Linked DNA regions of Pan troglodytes: region 1 is linked to region 2. Evidence: chromatin contacts called from public Hi-C data. All regions are on one chromosome and are shown on one strand. The core of a region is the stretch at or near the end of the contact, and the rest is flanking DNA. Distances in the headings are between cores, read along the strand shown.

Region 1 (3,516 bases), core at 286-2,785, 130 kb before region 2:
AAAAGCCATACTTCTCTGCCCATATTAAGGGGAGTTAAATGCTCAAGAATGGTCTGCTGAATGCATTCAAAGCTGTATTTTGCAAGCTGGGAAAGCACTTGCTCCCATAAAGTTTCCTTAAAAAGGTCTGAAGAATGGAAATATCACAAGGCACAGTCTTTCCAAGTTAATACTTCAAAGAGAATTACATTTGTTTGGGTAAATAAGCTCTGGCACATGTGCCTCAAAATTAAATTCTACTATTTTATCACTGGACCTAAGCTTCATGATTTCCTGAGACATACTTAGGGATCTAATTACACATGTACACCACCAAATTCTAACTAACCTCTTTGGCAAAAGTCTCCCAGAGCCCTGCAATCTGTGATACGTACCGCCTAACTCCACCACCAAATCCACAACGCTGCTTCAGGACAAGAGTTGGTGTCCTGTAAACCAACAGGTCTAGATTAGAATTCCACAACCTTGGGCAGGCAACGACTCCTTGGAACCCCAGTTTCCCATCTTTAAAATACTTAATAGGGCCTCGTTAGCAGGTTTGCTGTGAAGGATACAGGAGACCTCATTTTGTGAAAGTCTGGCTCAGCGACTGAAATGTGGTAGGCATTCAGGAAATGCAGTCTTCTTTCCCATCTGCCTCCCGTCTTCCCATTGCAGATGTGAGATAAAAGCTCCTAAGCGTCCCAGCACGGAGAGCCACACAGCTGGCACCATGAGCCACACAGCAGGCACAGAGGAGGGCCACACAGCTGGCACGGAGGGCCACACAGACTGCACTCAGTCCATGACAGCTATGAAAATTATCTTCATTGCACGACTTATAAAGAAGCTACAGTTCCCTTTCCTATTTTACCAACAAGCCACCTGAAGTTGCCTTCTTCCCACAAACAATCAACTTAAACCAAGAAAGAGAAGCCTTTCCTCATTATGCCTAAAAACAAAGCTGCTCTGACTAATTCACATTCAGACTCATAATCCTTCATCCAAGGGCCTTTGGAAATGCCAAGACCCTCAGGGAAGCAAAATTTCCTCGAACGTACAGGGGCTGAGAACACTCGGGGTTTCAAGATGACTAATCATGGAAATGTACTATAAACAGGGAATATTAAAGAGCTTAGAAAGCCTCTCGGGGAAAGGGGGGCAAAATCCTCACAATTCAGGGCTTGGTGGAGAGAACAGCAGTTTTATGGCAAAACAAAAAAAAAAATACAGGTGAAAATGTTAGGCAGGCGCAACTTCTGTTTTCCCAGAATCCAGGGCCCGGGTTGGGCTGGGTAGAGAGAAGTCTCCTCGGCTTCTTGCTACCATGGTGTTTTTTTCTATCTTGACAATTCACTTCCCCAACAGGCATGCCGCCAACTCAAATGAGACTCAGAGCAGTGAAAAGCCCTTCAGGTAAACAGTGTGATAAGCTAAACTGAAAAACTAGACAATGTTTTTGGACTATGAGGGTGTTGCTATGGAGACAGTTGCTAATTAACTGCTTTCAACCAGGAGAACAAAGGGCTCGGGGCAAGCAGGCCTCGGTATCTCCGAGTGAGCAATGCTTCCAGCCTTGCGCAATCGGCACATCGCTCATATCTGGAATACCTGAGACCCGGTCGGGTCGGCCACATGCCTGAAGAAATGACAAAAGTGTGTTTTCTTCATCTTGACCTGGATTCATAACACCTGGCCACCAGTACCTCTCAGGGCAGGAAGCAAGTGGCACAGGGAATGCAGATTCACAGGAAGCAAGGCCCCTCCACCACCAGTCAGGCACTTTCCTAAATAGTGTTTTGTCAAACACTATCTGTGAAGGGTCGGGCGGCGGTGAGATGAGGGGAACATGTAATTGTTTTAAACTATATATTTTACTTTATGGGCTTTAAGTTCAAAGGGCAGAGATAAATCTCCCTTTCTTCAGGATTCATCTTCCTCGGGTTAAAAAAAAAGTGACTGGATTTTTCTCAAAAAGAAATAATAAAACCCATCATTATTCCATATTTCGAAGTCCCACACACATTGTGGTCACTCAAAAAATAATAACAAAAAAGTTCATTGTAATCTGACTTATCACATGAATTTTTCTCCTCCAACCTCATCCCAGGCTGACTTGGCTGGTTCAGATGTGGTCTCATCTTAGAGGCTAAGTAGGTGCCCTGAGGCTGAAATGCTCTGTTCTGAATGGGTAACCTTTGAGCTATATCTAGTTCAAACCAAAGATCTATATTCCCTTCACAAATACTTAAACTCAAGTGTGAAATGTGAACAGGGCTTGGCATAACCACCTCAAGTGACTCAAAAATCTAGTGAGGGCTCTGTCTCACTCCACAGTGACCTGAAGGTGCCCATTTCAGCCCTCAGTCTAATTACATTAAACATATCTACATTAAGCCAAACTCAACCAAGCTATTGTGTGATACATTCTGCCTCCCCACAACAAAATCAAGTGATTTCCTTTTTTTACACTCTTAAGAATCACCAATCAGTACAGCCTGTGGGCAACCCACCTTCATCATCTGAGGCATCATCTGGATTAAGCATGTTATGATTCTGAATGAAATACAACAATACAATTCTTGGTTTGACTCTGTGGCGACAATGCACATAAACATCTTCAGGAAAGTCCAACCATCTTCTGGCATCACTGAAAATCCACCTAAGAGCATGGGCTTTGGAAGCAGACACGCTCAGGTTCAAACCAAGGCTCCAACTCAGTACTGCACTATCTGTGAAATACCCCTTTGAGCTTCAGTTTGTGCATCTGCAAAATAGGCCACTAATATCTATTTCACAGAGTTACTGACATTATTCAGTGAATTAAAGTGTTCCCTACAGCCCTTAGCCTATAGTAAGTACTCAACAGATCATAGCAATTAATTAAAGCCTCCATTAATTTACTACTTTTCTTTAAGATGAGGTAAAACTGCTGTTAGCTCTAGTTTCTACATCTGCAGCCAAGCTCATGAAGAGAGAAAAGGGGATTTTTAGTCTGAGCTGTGGCCCCGTCCACCCCAACCTAGCACCCTCCTCTGTCCACAATAGCCCATCAAGACCAATCACCATGTATAACTGGAGAAGCTTTTATTGCGGTGAAAATTGCAGAATTGGGGCTAATTTTCAAATCCAGCCCCAATTTCTAGGCTACACTTACTCTTTTCTTGTGAAACCAAGGAGTTAAATTCTTGCTTTGCAGATGGCAGCTTTTTAATAAGGCTTTCAGCCCAAGCCCCTCCCTGCCTGGGTTAAATTTCATCAGCCATTGCCCAGGGACATCTCACTCTTCTCGTTTCAATCTCTCCTTCCTCTGCTCCTTCCAGGCTGTGCTTCCAGCAATCCCCATCCATCCATGCATTCAACAGAATTTTTAAACCACCAATTCTGTGCCAGGCATGGTGCTGACACTGAGAACACAAAGATGCAACCAACCCCATTCACAAGGGGTACTTAGGCTAGTGCCTAAGATAAAGACAGCTATATAGGACTCTTAGAAATCTATGAGACTAGCCTTGTGCTAGGAAAAAGACATGGTGC
Region 2 (3,543 bases), core at 586-3,085:
AAGAAATCTGTGGTTGTTGTGAATTGATAAGGTTCTGCTCCTTTGCAATACGTGTAGTGTTTTTAGTATTTCTTTTTACTACTTTGAAATGTGGCAGGCTTAACAGACCTTTCTATCCCAAGACCTGGGCTCCTTCCAAGGCACTGTTTTTAAACATGGCCTTTTTACATTCCCTGCTCCTGGAACATCATCTGTCTCTAAGTTTCCAGGGCTCACTGAGGTCAATTTTCATTTCTGCAAATCACAGGAAGCCACTTGCTTCTAAGAAGTTAACAAGCCTCCTGAGAAACGCTGGTGGCTGGTATTTCATTGTTTCATAAATATTTTTACATAGTGACACTATCCAACTTTAAATAAATCTTTTAAAAAAGGCAATTTAAAAGCAAAGAAAATTCTGATCTGGATTTCATTTATTTTCATGAGAGGGGAGGTGTGAGCCCTCATTGTTTTCGACTCATTAAAAATATTGCTTTGATTTTTTAAAAATACAAACGTTATTTTTTTAAAAAGAAGAAAAGTCACAGAAGTTGAACTTTCTTTAAAGCGGGACTCTGGACTTTTGAAAACAAGTGTTGCTGTTACGAACAAAGACTAGAAGTGTACCCAGATTTTCTCCCCCCCGGGGATCATTTCTCTTCCAATCAACAAACAAATCCCCCAGTATTTCCTACCGAAAGGGAAGGGAAGTTTTCCAGGGAGAGTCTCCTCCTGGGTTTGGTGGTAACTGCGACTCAGTCTTTTTTGGACACAATGTTTCTGCTGACTCCTGAAAATTTTCCACTTGAATGTGCAATGAAGCGGCGGCGGCAGCGGCAGCAACAGTCCTGGAGAAGCGGCAAAGACGACCGTGCCCTTTTTCATCTTTGAGAAGAAGGAGCGAACCCCCCGCCAGCGGCACAAGTCTGCGCAGACCCGGGCCGGCCTCGGGGGTACCCGGCGCCGGGGGACGGCGGCGAAAGCAGGGGGGTGCGGGCCGGCTCCGGGCTCCGAGGCGGCGGCTCTGCCCGCCCGCGCTCGCTCCGAACTTCTGGCTCCCCAGCGCACCCCGTCCAAGGCGCCCGAGAGTGTGTGCGTGTGTGCGCGTGCAGGCGGCGGGAGAGGGGGCGCGCGGGGGGCGCGGCGCGGCCGGCCGGGCGCCTCCAGGGCCGCCGCCGGGGGCCGCCTGTTGCCGCGCGGGCTCCCAGCGCGCGGCCCAACTTGGCGTCCTGGCAAGTCGCGCGGCGGCGCCCGGCCGCTCACCTCGGAGGGGGCGCGGGGAGGCGGGTGTGGGGGCCCGGCCGCGGCCCTCCGCGTGCCCGCCCGCCGTCGCACACAAAGCAGAGCCCGCAAAGAAAGAGCGGCCCGCGAGGGACGCGCCGCCGGCCCCCCGCTGCCCCGTGCGCCCCCCGCACCCCAGCATCCGCCCCGCGCGCCAACTTACCTCGGCCCAGGGAGCCGCCGCAGCGCCCGGCGAGTCCGAGGCAAACTTCGGCGCCGCTTCCCCCGCCCTCTGCTCGGTGCCCGGCTCCCTCCCCGGCTCCCGGTCCCTGGGCCCGGCCACCCCACCCCTGCCTAGCACCGCTCCTGCCCCGGGGCCGGCTGGCGCGCTGGGCTGCTGCCCGCGCTCCGGGCAAAGGTGGAGGGGTGGGGGGGCGTCACTGCATGGCCTGTCCCTGGACGCGGCCGCCCCGGGCCCGGGCCCCGCCGCGTGGAATGGCCCGCAGGGTGGAAGCGAGTCTGCAAAGTGCTTGGTGGGCGCCCGCGGCGGGCGGCGGGGCCGCGGCGGCGGCAGCAGAGGCTCGGCTCGGCTCAGGCGGCGCGGCGCGGCGCGAGCGATGCTAAGAATGTTCGGAATGAGGACAGGAATGAAATGAACGCCAGGACCGAACTCGCTCCGGAGGGGTGGGGCCTCGGTGACGTCATGCGGCCTGCCGCCCGGGGCTGGAGGCGGGGCCTGCCGCCGCCGGTGACGTCATGGGGAATCGGGGCGGACCGGCGCGGCTGCTTCGCCGTTGGGGCGCGGGCTTTCGGCAGCTGGGCGGAGTCTCGCGCCCACGGGGGAGCGTGGCTCGCGCGGGAGCCGCCCTCCGTCTCCCGGCGCGGGCTCCGGGCTTTGTCCCGAGCCGGGGCGGGGCGGGGCGGGGCGGACGGGAGCTGTGCGGCTTGGAAGTCCCTGCGCTCGCGCGAAGAACTCTGGAAGCCTGGGTTCCTTCCAGGGGGCAGGCGCCGAGGCAGGAGTTATGCGCGACGCGCCTACCGTGCCTCAGTTTCCCTAGTCCGGGACGCGGAAGCGCGGGTGACTGCGTTGAGTGCTCCCGGACTCGCGGAAGTCTGCAAGTGTAGGGTAGAGAAGTTGCCTTTCTGGTGATGCAGATTATTGCTCTCGAGCGCGGTGGACGCCGTCTCCGGGCCAGATTCCCAGCCTGCCATTTCTTCTCTTCCCTTTCACTTTTATAAAAGTTCACAGCTCTCACTCAAGTCGAAATCTGTCTTACGGTTGGGAAAGGAAAACCTTTAGCCTAGCAGAGAAGGATAATTACAGAGTTCGTAATAAACCTGCCCTGCTAGCAAGGTCTTCTCCAAGTCAGTTAAAAAACTAAGTTCACTCATCTCTGCCGGTTGTACTTTTCAAAAGTAACTTCCTAAACTTTAAAATGCTGCATCCGGCGACTTTAAGTTAGCCCTTTCTTTATTGAGAAACTTCATTTCATTATTAAAGGAATCATTTTAACCCTGCCATTGGAGGTAGTGACGCAAAAGTGACATAGACCCAGTCGGTAAATCAGAAAACGGGTAAAATCGACCCACTGGGGACAGAACCGTCTAAAGTTTCGGGTGATTGTTATAATTATTTAACAAACTGCAAAGCAGTTCCCGCACAGTGGACCTCATTCGTTCTAGGCACTTGGCTCTCTTTTCCAGCTGAGGCCTCAGGATTAAATAACAACATATTTTGTGCCCGAGGAATCCCTATATCCCTATATGTGGGTAACTGAGGAGACTAGACTGTGACTGACTGCAACACATTTCTACAAAACATAACTTTTACTAATACATTGTTTTCCTTTTTTTTTAATTTTTATTATTTTTTTATTTTATTTTTGGAGACAGGATCTTGCTCTGTCACCTAGGCTAGAGTGCAATGGTGCGATCTGGGCTCGCTGCAGCCTCGACTCCCTGGAATCAAGCCATCCTCCCTTTTCAGCCTCCCGAATAGCTGGAACTACAGGCACGCACCACCACGCCTAGCTAATTTCTAAAATTTTTTTGTAGAGATGCAGTTTCACCATGCTGCCCAGGCTGATCTCAGACGCCCGGGCTCAAGCTGTCCTCCTGCCTCGGCTTCCTGAAGTGCTGGGATTACAAAAGTGAGCCACTGCACCCAGTCTTATTAATACATTTTTAATTTCAACTCTTGAAGTAATCGGAGTAACAGGCAGTTGTAAAAAATAATAATAAATCGTTTGTTCACTTTGCCCAGTTCTCCCCACTGGTAATGTCTTCCAAAACTCTAATACAGTATCACAATTGGGATATTGACATTGATACGATCCACCCATCTTA

Evidence for each region. Hi-C and Micro-C count contacts between places; a contact is called where the count stands out from the background.
Region 1: a contact with region 2 is called in a Hi-C map of stem cell-derived neural progenitor cells, with 2.8 times the contacts expected there. The contact joins the enhancer-like site here to the promoter of TEAD1 in region 2. A contact is called at or near these places in 1 of 7 Hi-C or Micro-C datasets (stem cell-derived neural progenitor cells), 1 of 1 datasets of contacts at active chromatin or transcription factors (stem cell-derived excitatory neurons) and 1 of 1 other capture datasets (stem cell-derived neural stem cells).

What each region holds. Positions count from the first base shown.
Region 1 is chr9:16,957,825-16,961,340 of NHGRI_mPanTro3-v2.0_pri, reverse strand. All of the region lies in intron 2 of TEAD1 (TEA domain transcription factor 1), which reads right to left. Among named protein-coding and RNA genes, the nearest start is that of TEAD1, 130 kb to the right of the region's middle. Within about 2 kb of position 1,535, at least 7 of the 24 cell types and tissues checked have an H3K27ac peak or open chromatin away from gene starts, as enhancers often do. A contact at or near this core is called in stem cell-derived neural progenitor cells and stem cell-derived neural stem cells, where this site is marked.
Region 2 is chr9:16,829,738-16,833,280 of NHGRI_mPanTro3-v2.0_pri, reverse strand. TEAD1 (TEA domain transcription factor 1) reads right to left here and starts at 1,835. Exons shown (of 13, transcript XM_054662118.2): 1 at 1,421-1,835.